Linked DNA regions of Mus musculus: regions 1 and 2 are each linked to region 3. The links are chromatin contacts, called in public Micro-C maps. All regions are on one chromosome and are shown on one strand. The core of a region is the stretch at or near the end of the contact, and the rest is flanking DNA. Distances in the headings are between cores, read along the strand shown.

Region 1 (3,614 bases), core at 273-2,772, about 11 Mb after region 3:
GGAGAATCCGGGAAAGATCCCTTTTCTTAGGAACTTCCAGACCGTCCAGGAGACGGAAAAAACAAAAACAAAAACAAAACAAAACAAAACAAAACAAAACAAAAAAAAAACAGTGAGACCGCAAGGGGCTGTGGAGACCCGCCAGAGTCTCCGGGGCTTTGAGACTCAGAACAGTTGGGACTATTCTTTAGGAACGTGTTTTCGTTTTATTTCAATCGAGAGATGTTTGCTTTTCTTTTTCTTTTTTAATTCGCTCCGGAGCCAAACGGAAAAAAAAAAAAGTCAGCTTGCTTGTCTGTGGAAAGGAGTGTGGCGCCAGGGCCGGAGCGGGGGCAATCCGAGAGAGCATCGACCCAGTGGTGGTGGGTGCTGTGCGGTCCCCGAGCCCGCCCGCCCGGCCCGTCCTACCTCCCGGACTTGGTGATGACCATCTCGGTGCCCAGCTTGTGGAACTGGTCCCACAGCTCCTTGGCCTCCAGCGTCACCTTGGGGTCGTCCTCCACCTCGTCCTCGGGTTCCAGGCTCTTGAGCGAGCGCAGATGCGCGGCGGGCGGGTGCGGGCCGAGTGCCGAGACGTGCAGCCCCGCCTCGGCCGCCGCCGCCGCCGCTGCTGCCGCGGCCGCCGCCCCCGCCAGGCCCGGGTCCGGCAGAGGCTTGCCTAGCGCGCCGGGCGGCAGCGCTAGCGCCGGGAAGAAGGAGGGCTGCGCTGCCGCCAGGAAGGCGGACATGGGGAAGTCGGCGGGCCGTGGCGCGTGGAACGGGTGGTAAGCCATGGCGCTGGCTGCCAGCGCCGGCTCTCTCATCGGGACATCCGGCCCAGGCTCCTGGGAGCCGGGGCCGGGGCCGGGGGCGCGCGCCTCGGACCCCCGGCCCGGGCGGCGGCGCGCGCGGAGGACGGACGGCCCGGGCGGCGGGCGCGGCAGCGGCTTCTCCCGGCTCCCCGTCCCGCGCACCTCAAGGGGCGCAGGGCTCTGGACGCGGGGGCGGAGGGGGCGCTGCGCGGGGCTGGGCTGGGCTGGGCTGGGCTGGGCTGGCCGGCTCCGGCGCCGGGGACCACGCGCGACTGGTTAGATCTTGTCCTGATCTCTGGAAAACTGTGACTATCTCACATGTCCTGCCCTGTTCGGATCCCCTGCGCTAACGAGCCAGGCCCCCCTTGATTGCTGATTTTACGCTTTTTGGACCAATTGTGGGTCTCCGGGGGCGGGGTTTTGACAGCTCAGGCCAAGCTCTGGACGGGAGGGGAGGCCAGGGAGAAGGTGTCGGAAGCCTCAGCAGTAAGAAAACATGTCAACAGAATAAAATATTAACCAATGACGGGCCAGCGGGCCCCGAGACCCCTCCCCCTGGCCTGGCCCCCACCTCGCCGCCCGCGCCCGCCGCTGCCTGGGCGAGGGCTGGAAAGCGCAGAGGACCGATCTGACCCGCCGTAAGGGCCTGAGGCAGGGGGCGCCCGGGTCCCGGGGCCTTGGGGAAGGACCCCCTAGCCGCATGCCGGCCCCAAGTGCAAAGCATTGACACGTTCCGGAGAGGAGAGGGGGCGCCCTTTCCCTCCCGCGCCGGGAGGCCCGGCCGCTCTTGCCTGCGACCCAGCCTGGCCTCCCACCCCACTCCCGGTCACCGCCCCGGGTCCATGCACTTCAGAGGGAGGCTGCGGGCACTGGAAAGCGAGGCCGGTGGGCGGGCAAATCAGGAGGCTCGGGCGGCCGAGGTCCCGGAGCCGAATCAGGTGTCCGGAGCCGGTGAGTGGGGAGCCATGGCAGAACCCTGATGGGGCCGGCACGGGCGGGAACGGGACGCCGCCTTGCGCTGGGGAAACGAAGGGTCCCCACCCCCACCTGCTCCTCCCCTCGTAGACTCAGGAACCTGGGGTTCCAGAAGGGCCGGGCATTTAGCCTAAAGAAGGTCTGTGTCAGGTCACTAAGCCAAAACCTTCTGGCGAGTAGGAAAATGGATCCTTGGGACCAGGTAGGTGAGCGCACCTTCTACAGAGCCCAAGGCGGTGCCGCGCTAGTTGATCCTAGAACTCAGATTCTCCACACGCGCCAGAAGGAATTTTCGCCGCATCCGGTACTGGAGATGCAAGCCCATCTATCTCTTCCTAAACTCTGGCATCTTTTCTTCTCAGTCACTTCTCTAGAGATTGTTTCCGTCCCTTGGAAGCTCAAGGCTCCCTAGTTCAGGAAAGCTGAGTAATGCGGATGGGAATCGAGGTGTTTGCCAGCAAGTGTGAACACCCCCTTCGACGATCAGTCTTCGTTATCTCTCTGGCAACAGCCCCAATGCATCTTCCTCTCTCTCTCTCTCTCTCTCTCTCTCTCTCTCTCTCTCTCTCTCTCTCTCTCTCTCTCTCTCTTTCTCTCTCTCTCTCTCTCTCTCTGTGTGTGTGTGTGTGTAAAACCATAATCAGGTGTGCCCAGAGTAAAACGATCATACACTTGCCTGTTTAGGGTTGAGGCTCACACCCTTGTGCTTGTTGGGGAGGGGAAGCAGGGTGTGAACTAGCCACAGTGGATACTCCCACCCTCCCAACCAGTATAAGCGAATTCTGCCGCTCCAGCCCTATGTCCCCGTGGTAGGCACCTACCACGTAAGTGGCCCAGGCAGCTTGCCCCTCCGCTGCATACACCAGGTCTTCAGGCACTTGGTAGCTGACCGCCCAGAAAGGCGTTTAAAAGCTAGTTGCCCCCGGCAGTACGGGGTTGAGACCAGCAGGAGTCGTTTGGCCTCCACGACCTTTTTTCCTATACATCTGAGCCAACACCAGGCGCTTGTAATTCTTCATAACCCTGTGCGCGCCTGCCCCACTGGGTTTTTCTTCAGGACCTTACTCCTAGGTCGCTTTTCTCACTCTTTTCTCTGCCCACAGTGAACCTTCAGCTCTAGCTTCGCGGTGTTCGCAGCCGGTGAGAGATCCATTGCAGCTTTGCACTGCTTCCAATTCAGACAGGATGTGGCTCCTCCAGGAGAGATGTGTCTGAACACACTTGGACAGTTAGTGAGGTGAACAAGAAGTAGTCAGTTCAGCTTTCCGAGTTGGCAGGACATTTGCTAAGTTGTGTGTATGGGGACAGGCACTTTAGTACCTTGTAAAAATGTGTATGTATCGAAGTATGTATTTTGGTCATTTTCCTGGGTAGCATACAGTAGCTGGTCTACCCGTTTAGGCCTGAGAGTTAAAACATGAAGGTCTGAGTTATTGGTCCACGAAATCGGACAGCTGTCGCCCAGTGGCTACATTAGGGGATCTGAATCCCACCTATAGAGCTAAGGACCTGCGACTGGTCAGAGACGTTTTCAGGGCAGGTTGGGTTTCCACCAACAGCTCCAGCCACCCCCCCACCCCCACCCCCATCACGTAGTCACCTGGATGACCTGCTTTAGCCGCTCTTAAGATTCTTTATCGACCCATCCCCAACAAAATTTTCTTAGAATATCCTTGTAGCATCGAAAACTGGTGCTGGGGCGGCCTAAGCAGCCTCTCGAGCGGCGCCTTGCGGCTCGCAACTCCTGCTTCGCCCTACCCCCGCCTGGGTCTACCCCCACTCATCTCCCCTTCCCAGGAACAGGCGCCCCTGGGGGAGTCCCCTGGGCAGAGTGTGCGTGTCTCTTTA
Region 2 (3,993 bases), core at 610-3,109, about 12 Mb after region 3:
GGAAGTGTTGGGCTCGCAGGAAAATCGCCGGCGCTCAGTCCAAACCTGCCCTTTAGGTGGGAAGGTCGCCTTCTTACCCTGATCAGCCCTGAGTCTAAGCCTAGGAAGGACCAGGAGAGGGATTTATGCTTGAGAACTATTGGCTGCACTACTTTGGTCCACAGCCGCTCCATGGGAATGGGTATGTGGACAGGGGTACCGAGAATGCTTTAGAGGTCCCGCACTCAGAGGTCGGGGGTGGGGTGGGAGCAAATCTCTAAGAAGGCGTGTGAAGCAGGCCGTGGCGGGTTGGATTTACAAAGCAAAGATCATGCGGGTGGGAAGGCCAGAGCTGCTGATGAGTTTCGGGGTTGCCAGGTGGTGCAAGAGAGAGAAAAGGGGTCATTGGCACAGCCCTATAAAAACCCAACAACCTCATCAAACAAAAGCTAGATTCGTAACAGCTTCTTCTCTCTTCGCTGGAAAAGGGTATTGTGTTAGTGGATGCGGATTCACTGCCAGTCCAACCGCGTTTCTGCACACTTTTCTCCTAATTTAGCCCTGTAGAAGATCTGCTAGGCTCATAGATGAAATAACTCTAAAGACAGATTCTGAAATTCCATCTAGATTTGGCTGCAGGGTCCTTCCAAGTTTGATCAAATGGGCTTTCCTAGCACCTCCCCCAAATAAGAGCAGAAGTGGCACCACTTTGAGATGTTTGGGTTAAGCTTGGGGGAGGGGGGGCTGCTATGCTTAACTTGAGTGCTCCTGGGAACTAGAATACTCTTTAAAGCTCAAGCCTTCAGGACCCGCATCGATTTCCACACTTAGGCAGATTCGTCGCCGTCCCCCAAAGAAGGTGGCCAGGAATTTACAACGTGGACAGAATTGGGAAAGTGTAACATTCCTAAGGAATAAACTCTGGTAGGTCGGTTGACGTCCGAAGAAAGGAACTTGTTCGAAGCCTGGAAAAGGGACGACCGGAATGGGAGCCAGGCATATTCGGTCAGTGCGCCACAAGCCTCCCTCCCCTGCTGCTACGGTGCAGTCCCCCGCTGCTACCACCTCCCCCCAGCTGCGGGAGCCCCGCCGTTTCCCACCTAGTCATTTGTTTTTGTTTGTAAAAGGTGTCTCCGGATCACAATTTTCTCACAACTTCTTGCCAGAGTTGGAGCTCCTCACCCGAAGCGCTTCCCCACCCACTCTTTCTCCCACCCTGGCGCCGGGCCTCCGGTTTCTCCCGCCCCCATCAGGAAATCGCCCGAATCAACTTTGCAAGTGAGCGCAGCGGGAGATCGACACTCGTGTCTCCCAGACTCCCTGCCGGGTGGACTTTGGATGGACAGGGGGAGGAGGCACCGAAACAGACAGAAGGCGAGATTACGCTGCCAAGCGCCCCCTACCTCTCCTTAGACTCGAGCTACGCCGGGGGCAATTTCCAGGCCAAACGAACAAGGGGCGGGCTATCAACACCTAGTGATTTGCAAAACCAGTGTACTAGGACCTCCCAAGCTTCCAGATCTCGCTGCAATCTAATCCCAACAAGTCTTTTTAAATATATAGGTTTGCTTTTACCCCCACCCAGAACTCTGACTTCCTCCGCGCCTCCTTTCCGCGCTTCCTCCCGCCTACTGTCAATCCTTGATGCCGAAACGGACGTCTTACCAAACCTGGAAGGGGCCAGGACATCTCGCTGCTAGTCGCCGGCACCGCGCGGGCCCGCCGCCACTGATCCTCTAAACGCGGTCTCCCCGCATTCTCCCCGGCCGGGGGGGACGCAGAATGGTTTACAGAAGGACCGCGAGGCGCTGATTGGTCACAGACTGCCGTGACGTCGGCGGGCGCTGCATTAAGGCGAGGGGGCTTCCAGGGCTCAGCCAACAGCCAGGAGCAGTGACCGAGCCGCTGGAGCTGGGGAGAGACGCGCGGAAGACTGGGCCAGGAGACTAGGGACCGAGGGACGCGCGCCTGGGGAGAGCCAACAAGGAACCCGCGGGCCGGACAGCGACACCGGCAATCCGCGCCAAACTGTTCCAGCCGCTGGCCTTCTATAGCCGCAGCCCCAGGACATTCTAAAGCTCTCCAAGACGCCCCCTCCCCTGGCTTCTCGCGTTGACCAAGGAAAAGAAAAAGGGAGGGAAAAAGAAAGGAAGGAGACTAGAAAGAAAACCCAGATTTGCCACCGCACAAAAAGAGAGGTGGGGGGGACAAGGAAAAAAAAAAAAGTCGAGCGACTGTGGGGCCGGAACACAGGCAGCGGGATCGTGGGCCGAGCGATGCAAGGCTGCGCGCCCAAGCGGCCGCGAGTTGTGACTGAAGCCAGGATGCTCGTCCAGGCGCAGTGAAGAGCCAGACCGTGTTGCCTCCCCAGGAGTCCAAGCGCAGGGAGGGCCGCTCGGAGGACGCGGCAGACTGCCTGGCAGGCCACCGGCCGAGGTGACAGGGCTGGGGCGGTGGGGAGCGAGCGAGTGCGCCCGGCTGCGTCCGCCCGAAGCGGACGGTCCCTTTCCATTTTTGACTGGCACAAAAAAGAAAACTCTCCAAAGGGGTGGGGGCTACCTAAGCAACAACTACAATCAACAAAATATCCTACCCAACCCGCCATCTCCCCCACACCTCGGTCTGCCCCCGCCCCCTCCCCAGGCCCAGCGCGGGCGCCCAGAGCGTCCCAACTCACTGCAAGAAACCGGCAATGTAGGATCCAAAGCTTTCTACTCCCGTGTTCTTTTCTTTCCGTGTTTTTTTTAAAGGGGAAAACCCGGTGGTGGGCAGTCTGACACGCACACAACCTGCCTTCATACTCTGACAAAAGCAGATGCACTTTGACTTCTGACAGCTCTACCTCAAGCTGGAGAGAACCCAGCTTTCCCGAATCCTGAGCTCTTGGCGTCTTCCTTTTCGTCTGTTTCCATTTTATTTATTTACGTCCCGCCGCCTCTCACGGTGACCTTCACTCCTTCGCGGGCTTTGAGCAGAAGAGCCGCTTTCTAGCCCGCTTGAGACTGATTTTCCTCGCCCGGTGAGCTGAGGTGGCGCTGCTCCATCCCGTTGCCCCGGGACTCCGGGGCTGCCCTCTACCAGCCTGGTCTCTCCCCCTTTTGATTTGCTAGTACGGGTTTTTTGCTTGCCCAACTAGAGAGGGTTTCTTCTTTTTGGAGGAGCTGGTTGTCTTCAGAAGTCATCCCCTCGACTCTAATTGCCCTGTCGCTCCGGGCCTCACCGGACCAAACCAAAGACCATGGTGCACTGTGCGGGCTGCAAAAGGCCCATCCTGGACCGTTTCCTCTTGAACGTGTTGGACAGGGCCTGGCACGTCAAGTGCGTCCAGTGCTGTGAATGTAAATGCAACCTGACCGAGAAGTGCTTCTCCCGGGAAGGCAAGCTCTACTGTAAAAACGACTTCTTCCGGTGAGTACTTCCCTCCCGCGCCTCTGTTGCTCCTTCCCCATGGGCCCTTCCAGGCCAGCTTCGGATCAGAGGTCTGTGTGGCTCTAGCAGCCGCGTTAGGAGCTGCCTTTTACTAGGGCAGCCCAGTCTTTTCCCGCTTCTACCTTTTAGGAAGCTAGTCGGTATTGCGAGATATATTAATTTTCTCTTTATCTTTTTATAAACACATCAGCTGTAGTACTTGGTTCTGGAAAGCGTGGTCCGGGTTTGGCTGCCCGCGCCTGGGAAGAAAGGGTCTGAGATGGCTTCAGCTCAGCAGCCCTAACAAGGCGAGGGAGAGGTGGAGCAGCCTCGGGGTTGCAGCTCTCGCTTGCCTTTCCCGAAGCCAAGCTCTCCAGCAACCAAAGACGTTTTCTGGTTCTCCCAGCTTGTTGGTTCTCCAAGTTGAGCTTAGAGGCTCCAGCTTTATTCCAGTCCCTGCCTCTTCCTTCTCCAAGAGATCTTGTCGGAACTACAGAGCCCTTGTGGCCCAGAAAGCCACAATAAAGAGTCCGACCTTGAGGCCAATCCTGTATGTCTATGGGTCTCCCCAAACGTGGATTGGCCTCTAAGCATAGACCTGGGAGA
Region 3 (4,005 bases), core at 1,433-3,932:
CCCACCCCACATTTATTTCCAAGCAGGGACCCAGGGAACATCTTAGCAGGACTGGAAACGGTCTGTTTGCAGATGAACCAAGCTTCCATAAACTCTTCCTGGTGTCTTGGACAAAGAAATAGTCACCAAGCAGGGCCCCTTTTGTACCACCCGGACTTTGTCAGCCTGGGAGATGGGACCATGCCTTCCCTTGGGTCGCTTGAGCCAGAGCTAAACCAACTTCAAGCGGAGAGTGGGAAAGCAAAGACTGGCCGTAGGGACTTGGCAAAAAGAGCTAGATCCCAACACAAACACTCGTTTTCATATTATAAAGACATTTATTTACGCTATGAAAATAATGTACAATAAATACTTTCCCCCTTTCCTATTATTAAACAATTTTAATAAATAATCTACAATCTAAAACTTAAAAAAGAGGAAAATAGGTCCCTCTAGTTCTTTGTAAGAAAACCCTCTCCCACTAGAGTTTAATTATTCCTGAGATTTCGTTGGAAGGAGTTTTACCAAGTGGAATTTTTTGTGTGTGGTTTTAAAAAGCGAAAAGGAGTGAATGAAACGCTAATTCGTTACTATCTGGATTTTAACAAAACGGCATAAATGTATCCACGAGTGGAGAAGGCCCGATTCCCCCCGCCCCCAACAGCCAAGGAGGACCAGACGGAAAGGACCAAAGATGGAAAACAGTTAGGGAAACTGCAAGTCGATGGCACAGAGCGTGCTGGTGAAGAAGTCCAGCTCTTCCTCGGAAAAGGGCACGGGGCTATCGAGAGAACCCTGCAGGCTGGGTGAAAGGCCTCCGGACATCTGGAGACAGGAGTCTGCAGCGAAGAAATTGAGGTCCGGTAGAAAAGGCGAATCCTGCCGCTCGGGGCAGGCGTCTTCGGGTAGGGGCTCGCTCTGCCGGCCTCCGGCTCTGAGCATTGTGCAGCCGGGGCTCGATGCGCCCACACTCTCCAGGGTGGTGGCAGGCAGCGCTGACGGCGGTGCGCCCCGGGGTCCCTGCGCGGCCTCGGCGGGGTGGAAGCAGGCTTCCCGCAGCCGGTGAGTCGCGACGTCGCCCGGGCTGACCGTGGGTTCCTCGGCTGGCTCTCCCGCGTCGTCCTGGGCGCTCGGCCCGCCTGGTTCTCCCTCGGGCGGCTCTCGATGCTGCGTCTGCCGCTTGTGTTTCATGCGTCGGTTCTGGAACCAGACTTTGACCTGCCTTTCGGTGAGGTCCAGCAAGGCAGCGATCTCGACGCGACGCGGCCGGCACAGGTACTTATTGAAGTGGAACTCCTTCTCCAGCTCCAGCAGTTGCGTGTTGGTGTAGGCCGTGCGCAGTCTGCGGGAGCCGCTGCCGCCGCATTCTGGCAATCCGGGGCCATCTGCGAGGGAAGCACCCCTATGTTATCAGAGAGGTCTCAACGCAGCCTCCGTTTAGCTGAGATCGGGAGCACCCCTTTGGCTTAAAAGACTCTCAGCAGTCCTACTCGGGCTCCCACCCCACCCCCACAGCGCTTCTTTCTGTGTCTTTGGGGTTTTTTTTAGTGCTCTTCCACGTAGGCAGACCCGGCCCGGGTCAAGTCGGTGCCTTCAGAGCCGCCCACGGGCCACGTAGGGGGCGGGGAGCAATTTCTCTTAGCTCCCAGGACCTCAGAGTCTCCCTCCCCCAAGTCCTCCCAATGGACCCCTCAATTCAGAACTTTCCAACTCAACCTGGGGAGAGAGGGATCATAGATTGTTCTTCACCCCTTTCCTTCCTAGCTTTTGAATTCCCTCTTCTTCCCTAGCTTTAGGAGAGCTAGAGGCATCGCATCTTTTCCAGGCTCCAGATTCAATCCCAGACACGCTTCATTCCTCTACACAGAAACCGGGGAAACCCTTCAATCGAATCATTTTTTTCTAAGCACATTTAAAAAAAAAAAAAAAAAAAAAGCATCCTCCCCACCCTCAATCAGCTTCCAAAATTTTCTGGGGGTGGGGAAGCTAACAGTGGCTAGGCCTGAACCCCAGCGGGATACTCTGCTTCCCTCGCCCCAGATCCGTCGACCTAGGGAACCCCACCAGGAGCCCCATCACCTCACATTCTCCCCTTCTCTTCCAACTGCCCCTCACCCCGCCCCTAATACGTTTACCCACCTGATGGTGATCCGACCTCGGAGGCCCGGACCGAGGAGGCGGCTGGAGAAGGGGATGCGGCGGATTGGCTGGGTTTCTTGGTGGATTTCTTCTCTTTCATCCAGGGGAACTCGGGGGCTGGGGGGGCAACGGGGAGTGGCGGCGGTGACCGCAGAGCAGGCCCATCTCCGGCTTGCTTTTGGCTCCCTGGTCTCTGAAGGGTGGAGGCGCCGAGCTGGAGGCTGGGGAAGGTTTGCTCCAGAGGAGGAGGAGGAGGAATTAATGTCGACTCCTTGATTGATGAAGTTTGAAATGTCTCCAAGACAGCGGGGAAGGAAGTCAGACACTCGGCGAGCGATGGCTGGCTGTTTATAAACCCAATCTCCCTCTCAAATTCAAAATTCATGGCTTTCAATGGTGGGGGAGGGGGCCTGCTGGGGGGGGCGTCAGGAGGGAGAATCAGAGGGACCCCCCTCTCCCGCCCCCCCCAGGTTTATGCAATGGAGCAATTTCGCGGGGGGGGGGAGATTTCGCTCTCTCTCTTTTTTTTTTAAATTTAGGCCTTTATAATTGTATATTGCTGATAAATACAAGCGTATGGGGACTCTCTCTATTAAACCCAGGACTCCGCCGAAATTGCAGGGAATTCATGGTCACGGGACCGGTCTCCGCCAATCGCTAGTCTAGGCCTAGTGGAAAACACAGGCATTATTTGCTTTAATTGATTCAAAAACTCCAGAGGACCACGACCTGGATACCATGAGGCTTCCTCCTCTACCCCTGTTCCTTCATCAGTACCCTACACTCTCCCTAATGGCTCTCTTTTCCCAGAAAAGCCAAAAGAACCTCTTCCTTCCCTTCAGAGACTGTGTGGTGGTGGCAAACAACCACATTTAAGGGAGAAATGGAGTGAGTTAATATGCTTTCTTTATGTGGCCCTCAGTAGCCTCTTACCCTACCACCACCTCAGCCCCCAAAAGAAAAGAAAAAAAAATCTCATTTAGGGGGAAGTGGGAGTAGAAAGAGGCTTCCATACCTTGGGGGAAATCAGAAAGGAGATGGATAAAGGACAGCACTAAACACCAGCAGCAGCGGCAGCCCACCCACCCTCAGAAAGCAGTAGTTCACACTTAAGAAATGCACAGAGCTGGCACGCAGCAGGGACATAGATTCCAGGAGCACTTTGGGACATGGGCCTACCTCCCTTGCTATGTGCCCTGGATTCTAGTCTCTGCTCAGAATTTACAAGCAGTTTCTTATGTCCACTTGCCTTCCTGTTGGGGTCATCTGTACTCACACTGTGACACCCCAACCCTGGCAATAGGAGGGTCTAAGAAGGTCTAAGGTGACAGATGTATTCACAGGCCCCCAGGTGTATCTGTGTCTCTATCCAGGGCACCAAAGTAGCCATCCACTTAACTTTCAAAGCTAAAGTCAGTGCACAGTCGCCCTCTGGACAAAGGGATTTCCCCCTCTGTATTTGCCTTTGGGCTACTTTTAAAATCCCTGGTAAGAAAACATTTCCTAAAGATGGTGGGGGAGAGGGGGCTGGGGATAATGACCACCACTGAGATTATATTCTGCTTTGGGCCTCCAGAGAGAAAAAAAAATGTAATGTATTCTATGGTGAGGCACCTATGATGGGCTCAATTTTAGAATATTGTGATTTACTAGAGGAAGGAGGCAAAAAACAACAAAAAAAAAAAAAAAAAAAAAAAAAACCAAAAACAAAAAAACCTCAGAGCCACAAGCAAATTGGTGGGAAACTAGGCCTCAAAGCTGAAAATGAAAAGTCGGCTGGGGGAAGATTTTTAAATAAGTGGGTCAGAGGGACCAAGAGGAGATGAGGCGATCAATCTTAGCCCCCTGACAGCTCCCTCCGATTGCATCAAAGAATTTGGCTCTTTG

The links. Hi-C and Micro-C count contacts between places; a contact is called where the count stands out from the background.
Region 1: a contact with region 3 is called in a Micro-C map of embryonic stem cells, with 8 times the contacts expected there. The contact joins the promoter of 2610027K06Rik here to the promoter of Hoxb2 in region 3. A contact is called at or near these places in 2 of 39 promoter capture datasets (cranial neural crest and embryonic stem cells) and 1 of 484 Hi-C or Micro-C datasets (embryonic stem cells).
Region 2: a Micro-C map of embryonic stem cells shows a contact between it and region 3, with 15 times the contacts expected there. The contact joins the promoter of Lhx1 here to the promoter of Hoxb2 in region 3. A contact is called at or near these places in 5 of 39 promoter capture datasets (cranial neural crest, embryonic stem cells, frontonasal cranial neural crest and 2 more) and 3 of 484 Hi-C or Micro-C datasets (all in embryonic stem cells).

The regions. Positions count from the first base shown.
Region 1 is chr11:85,830,296-85,833,909 of GRCm38.p6, reverse strand. It overlaps 2610027K06Rik (RIKEN cDNA 2610027K06 gene), which reads left to right and starts at 1,522. Exons shown (of 5, transcript NR_077059.1): 1 at 1,522-1,742. It overlaps Tbx2 (T-box 2), which reads right to left and starts at 1,295. Exons shown (of 7, transcript NM_009324.2): 1 at 409-1,295. The coding sequence starts at 803. RefSeq lists a promoter at 770-1,760 and an enhancer at 3,390-3,614.
Region 2 is chr11:84,523,400-84,527,392 of GRCm38.p6, reverse strand. Lhx1 (LIM homeobox protein 1) reads left to right here and starts at 1,859. Exons shown (of 5, transcript NM_008498.3): 1 at 1,859-3,387. The coding sequence starts at 3,218. Lhx1os (LIM homeobox 1, opposite strand) reads right to left here and starts at 1,733. Exons shown (of 4, transcript NR_038057.1): 1 at 1,645-1,733.
Region 3 is chr11:96,350,309-96,354,313 of GRCm38.p6, reverse strand. It overlaps Hoxb2 (homeobox B2), which reads right to left and starts at 2,682. Exons shown (of 2, transcript NM_134032.2): 1 at 2,119-2,682; 2 at 298-1,364. The coding sequence starts at 2,503. The coding sequence ends at 685. Hoxb3os (homeobox B3 and homeobox B2, opposite strand) reads left to right here and starts at 920. Exons shown (of 4, transcript NR_155303.1): 1 at 920-1,254.